Regions from separate parts of the Hordeum vulgare genome. Here all the other regions are linked to region 1. Evidence: chromatin contacts called from public Hi-C data. All regions are on one chromosome and are shown on one strand. Each heading gives the region's core, a stretch centred on a gene start, on an enhancer-like site or on the middle of the called end of the contact. The rest is flanking DNA. Distances are from core to core; before and after follow the strand shown. Region 1 holds the start of LOC123403642 (protein ALTERED PHOSPHATE STARVATION RESPONSE 1-like). Region 2 holds the start of LOC123402846 (amino acid transporter AVT3B-like). Region 3 holds the start of LOC123402298 (DNA-binding protein MNB1B-like).

Region 1 (3,408 bases), core at 372-2,871:
AGCGCCTCGACGTCGAGGGGCGCATCCCGAAGCCGTGCCGAATCATCGACGATGAAGGAGAGTGCGCCGAAGAGGATCTCATGACCCATGCACAGATCTCCGCGGGACGACATGACGAAAAGATGAAATCGCAAACTCGCCGAAAGTCGCTTAGACGCCTGCCCCACGGTGGGCGCCAATTATCGTGGGTATAAGTCTGACAGTAGAAGTATGGTGTACGAAAGTATGGGCGGAGCCTTAGCTACGGCGAGGATGTATGAGTTCAGCCCCTCTACGGTGGAGGTAAAAGCCCTACGTCTCAGTGCTCTTGGGAGCTTTGTGTCGAGTGGATTATAGGATTACAGCAAGTGCCAACCCCCGTACCAGTGGTGAAGGGCGGCTTATATAAGTGCGCTGCCCTTCATAATGGCCCGGTGGACAGGGTGGAATAGTGGCGAGTAAATGCTTACGTTACAGGTAACGTAAGCTTTAAATGCTAATAATGGTGTATGAAAACGTATGTCCGTTGCCCTCCTCGAAGGTTACGATGTACAGAGTGGATTCTAGTCGGTACGTTAGATATGCTCCGAGCAGATCGTCGCCGATTGGATGATGGGGGCGTTCTTAGTTCAATCGAAACTGTCTAAGGGCCTTGTCTTCTATTAAAGGTAGTCTTTGAGTAGGACCTATATGGTAGACCTATAACCCTACCCTGAAATTATAACCCATCAGTTGCTCTCAAAACAAGGGACAGACGCCCGTCTAATACGTGTAACACGAACGGACCAGAAAATGGAGTCCGTTTGTATGGGCCCGTTGGATTTGCCCTTAATGTGAAAGAAGCACCAACCGATGGGCATGGGCTGCAAAGAGCGAATAAAAAGGCAAAGCAAAAGACGGCCTGTCGCCGGGGCGGTACATACATGATCATCATCTCATTGGGGCAGTGGTACGCTTGGTCTTTTATTCGGCTGAGATTTCCTAGACCCCTGCACGCCCTAGTAATAGTAATCGATGGGCACCCAAGTACCCTTTTCTTTCTTTTCCCACAAAAGAAAAAGAACAAAAAACGCGATGACAATCCGAAACCTTAAGAAAGCCTAGCGCAGCACGGCAGCCCCCAGCAAGCAAGGAAAAAGGAAAACAGCAGCGCGCCACCGCAGCGTATCCCCTCGACAGAGCGGAGCAGCGCAGAGAGCAGGTAGTCGCCCGGGCGGGCACTTGGCGTTAATCCGCTGATGGAGACCGGCCAAGCCCGTACCGCGGCCATCAAGCCGGGGAGGCGTCAATGCCTGCCCCCTGTGCGCATGCCACCAAACCAAAGCCAAAGCCTGCGCGCCCTGCACCGCCTCGCCAGCCGCCGCAGCCCTGGCCTCGCTTACGCTTCCAAAAGGAAACAAACAAAACCTGTTAAATGGAGAGAGGCGAAAATAACATGACGGTCCGGTGCTGCTGCTGCCCTTGCCTCGCCTGTCGTCCGTCATCCCCCCTCCGTTTCCCGTCACACTCCCCACCCACACCAGTGACACCAGCACCCACACTCTCGACTCGGGGGCGTAGATAGAAGAGACCGTCGTCGTGTGTGTGGGCCTTTCCCCCACCGCAAGAATACAAGGAGCGCCCCTTCCATATGAAGCCCGGAAAAAGAAGGAAGGACCGAGTCGAGCGAGTGCAAACAAATTCCCACGAGCAAAACGGCAAGAGCAGATTCCCCCTCCCCCACTTTGCTCCGCTCCACCTCCACGGCTCCACCACACACACACACACACACACAGCCATCGATATCATTTCCCCATCAGCCCCCCAAGTCCGTCGGTGTCATCATCATCATCATGGCGGGACGACACGGCCGCCTATAAGGTCGGCCCGGGGGGCGATCGTTGCAGGACTGTGGTGACTGGGCAGCAGCGGCAGCCAACAGCCGATCGAGCTGATTGCTAAGCGCCGCCGATGGGCTGCAAGGGGTCCAAGCTGGACGAGCAGGAGGCGGTGGCGCTGTGCCGCGGCCGCGCCGACCTGCTCGCCGTCGCCGTCCGCCACCGCGACGCGCTCGGGGCCGCGCACGCCGCGCTCGCCGGCTCGCTCCTCTCCGTCTCCTCCTCGCTCCACATCCTCCTCGTCTCCGCCTCCGCGCGCCCGCGCACGGGGCTCACGCTCCCCGCCGCGGTCAAGACCGTCGACCCTCCGGCGCCGCCGCAGCCCTCCTCTCCCCCGCACTCCTCCTCGCACATCGACTTCGCGCCGTCCTCCGGGTCCGACTCCGGCTCCGTCGCCTCCTCGCCTCCCCGCCGCGTCGACGATGCCCGCCACGACCAACTCCACCACCCGCACGCGCTTCACTTCCCGCATTACGGCTACGGCTACGGCTACGGCTACGAGCACGAGCCTCCGTTTGGGTACCCGCCGGGATCGCTGCAGCTCTACTACGCGCGGAGCCGCCCGCCTCCGGCCTCGGTCGCCGTCGAGCAGCGCGCGCCCGCGTCGGAGCGCGTCTACTTCGGCTCCTCCGACCCGGCGGGTGGGCACGCGCGGTACCATTCCTACGGAGGGGAGGCCGCGGCGGCAGGTAGGACGGCTGCACCCCCGCCGTCGCCGCCGAGGGCGAGCTCGTGGGACTTCTTCAATGTGTTCGACGACTACCAAGTGCACGACAACTACTGTTACGATGCTGCCGGCGCTGGGACCACGGCGACGACACCGTACACGCCGAGCCGGTGCTCGCGAGACGTTCGGGAGGAGGAGGGCATCCCGGAGCTCGAGGAGGACGACGCGGTCGTCAAGGAGGTGTCCAGCGAGCACTATATGGGGGGGAGTGGCGGCGCACGTAGCCGGCGCAGCTCGGTCGGCGGCATGAGCAGCAGCGAAGAGGAGAATTGCGTGGTCGATAAGGGAGTGCTCGCCGGGGGTGGCGTGTCGCGGCAACAGGCGCCAGCGCAGCCTAATGTCGCAGCCTCCGTGCCAACGCACCGCAAGTCATACGGGAGTGCAGACATCGCCGGGGAGATCAAGGCGCAGTTTGTTCGGGCGGCGGATGCAGTCTGGGCGGTCGCACCGATCCTGGAGGTGGAGAGGCGGAGTTACCAATACCACCCCCGGAGCTCAGTGTACCATGGTGAGTTTTTCTTTTACGAACTGTTTATTTGGGTTATCAAGAACTTGCATGTATTCTGACTAGTTTAGTGTCATTGATCTTATGGCGAACTATTTGTTGTTTCAAGAACTGGCATATTTTTCTGATATACGTACTTCGGTGTAGTCCATGTTAAAAGCATGCATTCTCTGATATACTTTGATGTCGTCGATTCTTGCTGTCACTGATCGATTTATTGGTATTTCGAAATAGTTTCGTCTCGGATGGTGTCAACGGCTGCAATGCCAAATTCAGGGCACCGAGGTGAAGAGTTGGATGTTGGAGGTTGGAAGAAGGTG
Region 2 (3,408 bases), core at 294-2,793, 810 kb after region 1:
TAGGACATTTTATGAACAATCAATCAAGGAAGAACTCCCTCCATCCGGAAATATTTGTGATAGGAATGAACGTATCTAGATGTATTTTAATTATAGATATATCCATTTTATCCATTTTGCAACAAGTAATTCTGGACGAAGGGATTATGTAACAACTTATGAATATTTGACGGTTGGCATATAAAGAATGGGATCCCCATAAAAATCCAGAAAAGAACTTGGGTCGTGGAACCAAACCATCTCTTTTTTTGGGTGTGGACAAAAACATAAGAACAATGTGAAACTACCGTAATCATGGGAGAACACAACTTAGTGAGAATTATATTAGTACTCCCTCTCTCTTGAATTATAAGATGTTTTAAATATTTCAATACGGATTAGATAGAAATAAAAGAGAGTGTATAAACACAGTAAAACAAATCTAATTACATTTGACTCAGATTAAAGGTAAAAATTAAAGATAAAACATCTTATAATACTAGTGAAATGAGAGGGTATTAAAGAGCACAGACTTGAATAGCTATCGAATTCTGGAAATATAGGGAAATTTTTGAAAAGTTAAAAATCCTGACGGCTCGAGTGTGGTCCGGCGCATGGTGGAAGGGGTCCACATATGCGCGCCCCTGCGCTGTCGCCGCCGCTGTGTCGGTCCGTGCCCCATCGGTCCGCCCGGATCGCCAGTTTCCGCCACCGTCGATCGTCCGCATTGCCGGATCCAGCCTTCGTCCATCGTCCTCATCGCATGCCGCCATGACCGGGCGCGCGTATACAAGTGTTACAAACGTCACCCAGAATTGCTGCAATGGCTATTTAAAAAAGCTTCAAAACCCATAATGAAAAAGCTTTAATCAGGCATATGTTAAGTTGCAAGCGGTCATTTGCCATGACGGAATGTTGCAACCGTTGACATAAAATGCTACAAACTTTGATTAAAAAAGCTGCAATTATACATATAAAAAGCTACAACCGTTGATGAAAAAAGCTGCAACCAGACATATAAAAGCTGCAAGCGGTCATTGCTATGGTGAAATGCTACAACCGCTGACATAAAATATTACAACCGTTGATGCAAAAAAGCTTCAACGAAGGACTGACAAGGCGCTCGCGTTTGTTGGCTCTGCAAGGACGACGACCGGCGACGAGGACGTCCGACGAGAGGGGGCGATGGGAGAAGGACCCCTCGATTGCGAGGGGACGGGGAGGAAAGGGAGGGGCTGGGGGAGCGCCGCTGCACGCTGAACGAGGATGGCTGACGAGATGCTCACGTTCGTGGTTCGAGGTTAAGACGAGATCTGACGTTTAAGGGCGCCCGATCCGACGACTGCTCTGTGACCGGCGTGAGCTCTCGCGTCGGCGCGCGAGCGTCGAGTACTGCCCATCTGTGTAGGTACCACTCATACACCGCCACGCGCTTCTTGTGGTCCCGGGGGACGTAGAAAACCGAAACATGCTCATGGACCACGTCCATGATATTTTCCCACGATTTTTTTGGCAAAATATATTTTCCCACGATGGCATGCCATCTTCTCTACAAAAGCACCGGCAATCCCTCCGAAAGGGAGACCACAGCCGCTCCTTTCTCATCGGTTTCCCCCGTCGCGAGATCGCCCGTTTTCTCTCAACGCTTCCGACCGGAGAGGAAGAGGAATACAAATCCCATCGAATTCGCCTGGTCGCGGTTTCATCATCTTCTGTCCCTGTGTGTGTGTGTGTGTGCTGGTGGTGGTGGTCTTGATCCGTTGTTAATTTCGATTCAATCGCCCGGACGCCATGGGATTGGGGAGCGACGCGAGCTCGTCGTCGTCGCGGCTGGACTCGGCGCCGCTGCTGCCGCACCACAGCGCCGAAGGGGGCCACCTGTCGTCGCAGCCCAAGACGTTCGCGAACGTCTTCATCGCGGTGGTCGGCGCCGGCGTGCTCGGCCTGCCCTACACGTTCTCGCGCACCGGCTGGGCGGCGGGCTCCATCCTGCTCCTCTCCGTCGCGCTGCTCACCTTCTACTGCATGATGCTGCTCGTCGCCTGCCGCCGCCGCCTCGCCGACGAGCACCCCAAGAAGCTGTCCTCGTTCGGGGATCTGGGGGACGCCGTCTTCGGCGCGCCCGGCCGCCTCGCCGTGGACACCATGCTTGTGCTCAGCCAGGCCAGCTTCTGCGTCGGATACCTGATCTTTATCTCCAACACCATGGCGCACCTCTACCCCATCTTCGCCCCCTCCTCCAACGTCTTCCTCTCCCCTAAGGCGCTCTTCATCTACGCCATGCTGCCGTTCCAGCTCGGGCTCAACTCCATCAAGACGCTCACGCTCCTCGCGCCGCTCAGCATCTTCGCCGACGTCGTCGACCTCGGCGCCATGGGGGTCGTTGTTGGACAGGACGTGTCGACCTGGCTCGCCGCACATCCACCCGTCGTCGCGTTCGGCGCCCCCGCCGCGCTCCTCTACGGCGTGGGCGTGTCCGTGTACGCCTTCGAGGGCGTCTGTATGGTCCTGCCGCTGGAGGCGGAGGCCGCGGACAAGAAGAAGTTCGGCGCCACGCTCGGGCTGTCCATGGCGTTCATCGCCGCCATGTACGGGCTGTTCGGTGTCATGGGGTACGTCGCGTTCGGCGACGCCACGCGCGACATCATCACCACCAACCTCGGCAGCGGGTGGCTGTCGGCCGCCGTGCAGCTGGGGCTGTGCATCAACCTCTTCTTCACCATGCCGGTGATGATGAACCCAGTGTACGAGGTCGCCGAGCGCCTGTTTCACGGCAAGCGCTACTGTTGGTGGCTGCGGTGTGTGCTCGTGGTCACCGTGGGGCTCGCGGCCATGCTCGTGCCCAATTTCACCGACTTCCTCGCCCTCGTGGGGAGCAGCGTCTGCGTGCTGCTCGGGTTCGTGCTGCCGGCCACCTTCCACATGAAGGTGTTCGGAGCCGAGATGGGCTGGGCCGGGGTTCTCAGCGACGTCCTCCTGGTCGTGCTCGGCCTCGTGCTCTCCGTCTTCGGCACCTACTCGTCGCTGGTGCAAATCTTCCACTCTTCCAGCGCTTAATTTCCGGTATTCGCCGAGGGTTAAATTGCTGGGTGCATTGGCTCTCTCATCCACGCCGGTTAAGCTCCCGCGTAGTAGTTTTCCACACTACGAGAAGGGGATCAGCGGATCAGAGAGGAATTGCTTGGCTCAGCTATTTGTTGATCTGGGAAATGGATTGTTGGGAATTCTGTTCAGATTGTTAGTACGAGATACTACTAGTTGATTGGAGGCATGGAGAAATCTGTATGGTTTTGCTACGACAGTTTCCATCATGTCTGCCCATAGCATTCTTCTACTCTGTTCATGTCCTAGATGTTCCAGCTGCAGTGCGTGATGGAATTGATGAAAGGACACGAATTTCAGTATTTTGTTACTTGTCCCGTAGTGTCA
Region 3 (3,408 bases), core at 590-3,089, 620 kb after region 1:
TGGGCTTCCCCGGGGTGGGTTCCCCCCCCCCCCCCCCCCGGTGAACTCCCGGAACCCATTCGTCATTCCCGGTACATTCCCGGTAACTCCGAAAACCTTCCGGTAATCAAATGAGGTTATCCTATATATCAATCTTCGTTTCCGGACCATTCCGGAAACCCTCGTGACGTCCGTGATCTCATCCGGGACTCCGAACAACATTCCGTAACCAACCATATAACTCAAATACGCGTAAAACAACGTCGAACCTTAAGTGTGCAGACCCTGCGGGTTCGAGAACTATGTAGACATGACCTGAGAGACTCCTCGGTCAATATCCAATAGCGGGACCTGGATGCCCATATTGGATCCTACATATTCTACGAAGATCTTATCGTTTGAACCTCAGTGCCAAGGATTCGTATAATCCCGTATGTCATTCCCTTTGTCCTTCGGTATGTTACTTGCCCGAGATTCGATCGTCAGTATCCGCATACCTATTTCAATCTCGTTTACCGGCAAGTCTCTTTACTCGTTCCGTAATACAAGATCCCGCAACTTACACTAAGTTACATTGCTTGCAAGGCTTGTGTGTGATGTTGTATTACCGAGTGGGCCCTGAGATACCTCTCCGTCACACGGAGTGACAAATCCCAGTCTTGATCCATACTAACTCAACTAACATCTTCGGAGATACCTATAGAGCATCTTTATAGTCACTAAGTTATGTTGCGACGTTTGATACACACAAAGCATTCCTCCGGTGTCAGTGAGTTATATGATCTCATGGTCATAGGAACAAATACTTGACACGCAGAAAACAGTAGCAACAAAATGACACGATCAACATGCTACGTCTATTAGTTTGGGTCTAGTCCATCACGTGATTTTCCCAATGACGTGATCCAGTTATCAAACAACAACACCTTGTTCATAATCAGAAGACACTGACTATCATTGATCAACTGGCTAGCCAACTAGAGGCATGCTAGGGACGGTGTTTTGTCTATGTATCCACACATGTAAATGAGTCTTCATTCAATACAATTATAGCATGGATAATAAACTATTATCTTGATACAGGAATTATAATAACAACTATACATTTATTATTGCCTCTAGGGCATAATTCCAACATTTCCAACTACGATGACTAAAGTGACCACCAAGACAAGTATGAGGACCTCGAGTAAATTTTTCTCTTTAGTTTAATGAAATATATCGAAAATCTAGTGAATGTTGTCCGGTTTAAATGAAAATCATCCAATTTATATAAAAATCATTCAATTTCTGTAAAACTTGTTTGAAATGTATGCACACACATGAATGGATAGCCGGAACCCGTTCGGACGCCTTCACAAACAAATAGTGTGCGTGTTTTATGGATCATGTTCAAAGCGTCTCAATTTGTTTCAACTAATATTTATGCCTACATCTATGACGATTAGATTTGAAGATCAAACTTGCAAATCTCAATTTTATTTGTCCTCGTTAACAGCTTGGATTGTTAACCACCGCCTGTCACGCGAGCTGATGGATCAACACACAACATTTCGTGCTGTCGCACGCCGACATCGTCAAGAACTCAAGATGACCAGCCGAGAGCCGACGACCGTTGTTGAACCGAAGTGCAAAAGGTATTCGACTGACATCTTATTTTGTGCGAGCCGGCCTATTTTCCATCACACTTTGCCTCTGTTTAAAATTTGTCCCTCCTTAACTGCGTGTCACGCTCCGCCACCGCACGCGCGCCCTAAGGAACGGAAAAAAAAATGCGACTAGCGGTTTTGCGCAATGCAAACCCTCCTTGCGCCCACGCGTTCCCTCAACCAAGAAACGGAAAACACAGCGCCCACGCGTCGCAGCGTCTGCACCCACCCAACCCGCATCGCTGTCCCCTTTCCCCCGTTTCACGCACGCCCACGCGGCCACGCGGCCCCGCACCGCACAACGGCTCGCCACAAAGCCAACAAACCCAGCACCAGCAGCCCCAACCCTTTCCCCCCACGCTCCCAAACCAATCCGCGCCCCTCCTCCGTTCTGCCCCCCCGCAAAACCCTAGCTCCGTACCCTCGGCGGCCTCCACCATGAAGGGCAAGGCCGACGCCTCCAAGAAGGGCGAGGGCAGGTAAGATCTCCGCTTCTCGTCAAACTCTGCGAGGAAGGGTGGCAGGGATCCCTGCCGTGGCCGGACGTTTCGCATCTATGTATGCAGGTTGTGTGACTGGTTGTTTCTTGCAGGCTCAAGGCCGCCGGCGGCGCCAGCAAGAGGAAGAAGGCCGCCGCTGCCGCTGGCAAGCCCAAGCGCCCGCCCTCCGCCTTCTTCGTCTTCATGTGAGTCCTCGCTCTCCAGCGCTGCTATTTCGTCTCCCAGATCTCCAGATCTGTTCTACTTTTTGTTCAGCTTTTGTGGTCTCCTCTTGGTTTCTTAGTGTATCTCGTGTCTGTTTCGCAGGTCTGACTTCAGGCAGCAGTACAACGCGGAGAACCCCAACAACAAGAATGTCGCCAACGTGAGCTACCTTTCACTGTTTTCTTTTCACCTTTTTCGTGTCTTGTGTAGACATCTCAAGCTGATTCTTCCGTGCTCTGAGTGATTAGGTGAGCAAGGCTGCAGGTGAGAAGTGGAGATCTATGTCTGATGAGGTGAGTGCATCTTGCAATGCTCAAACTAGTCTCTGCATAGATCTTTCCTAGTGTACTTATCTGTTAGTACTTCTTTAACATACATAAGCTGCACAAAACTACGGCTTAGTTTGTTCAATGTATGTTTATGTGAAGTGGCTCAGTCGTAACTGAATAGTTAAATGCAATATGCACATCTATTTGTTCCACTAAACAACATATTTGTTACTAGGTGGCACGATTAATGTACTGTATATTTGGTTTATTGACCTGTTTAATTTGTTATTAGGACAAAGCACCTTATGTGGAGAAGGCTGGACAGAAGAAGCAGGACTATGAGAAGACCAAAGCCAGCTTCGAGAACAAGGTAATCTTGGGAGCATGGTGCATGTTCCATCAATTGTGAAGGTTTCAAAGTTCTAGTGCTAATTTGACATATCTTATTCCTTCAGGAGAGTGTGAGCTCCAAGAAGGCCAAGACTCAGGATGATGAGGAGGCTGAGGGCTCCAAATCTGAGGTCGAAGACGAGGGTAGCGATGAGGTATAAACATTAAGCATTTTGGTTGATGGTTTATGTTTCGAGTGCCAATGATGTTTACCTTCTAGTGTTTTAGTGACACGATTGATTTTTCTGCCTGCAGGATAATGAAGACGACGATGAGTAAATAGTGTATCCAAGCACGAGGTAGCAAATTGGGAGTTGGGTCCCCGCGTAGTGTACTAGTTTGCTATCCTGCTATCTTCAGTGTTAGATGATGAAATTTGGAAGTAGATGTGCCTTTGTGTGTTAAGGGGGCCCCTCT

What was found. Hi-C and Micro-C count contacts between places; a contact is called where the count stands out from the background.
Region 2: a contact with region 1 is called in a Hi-C map of leaf, with 6 times the contacts expected there. The contact joins the promoter of LOC123402846 here to the promoter of LOC123403642 in region 1. A contact is called at or near these places in 2 of 6 Hi-C or Micro-C datasets (leaf and seedling).
Region 3: a Hi-C map of seedling shows a contact between it and region 1, with 6 times the contacts expected there. The contact joins the promoter of LOC123402298 here to the promoter of LOC123403642 in region 1. A contact is called at or near these places in 1 of 6 Hi-C or Micro-C datasets (seedling) and 1 of 1 datasets of contacts at active chromatin or transcription factors (embryo).

The regions. Positions count from the first base shown.
Region 1 is chr6H:428,968,653-428,972,060 of MorexV3_pseudomolecules_assembly, forward strand. LOC123403642 (protein ALTERED PHOSPHATE STARVATION RESPONSE 1-like) reads left to right here and starts at 1,622. Exons shown (of 4, transcript XM_045097563.1): 1 at 1,622-3,091; 2 at 3,323-3,408. The coding sequence starts at 1,930.
Region 2 is chr6H:429,778,297-429,781,704 of MorexV3_pseudomolecules_assembly, forward strand. LOC123402846 (amino acid transporter AVT3B-like) reads left to right here and starts at 1,544. Exons shown (of 1, transcript XM_045096803.1): 1 at 1,544-3,408. The coding sequence starts at 1,771. The coding sequence ends at 3,036.
Region 3 is chr6H:429,591,186-429,594,593 of MorexV3_pseudomolecules_assembly, forward strand. It overlaps LOC123402298 (DNA-binding protein MNB1B-like), which reads left to right and starts at 1,840. Exons shown (of 7, transcript XM_045096199.1): 1 at 1,840-2,107; 2 at 2,221-2,313; 3 at 2,435-2,492; 4 at 2,581-2,625; 5 at 2,894-2,971; 6 at 3,057-3,146; 7 at 3,247-3,408. The coding sequence starts at 2,067. The coding sequence ends at 3,270.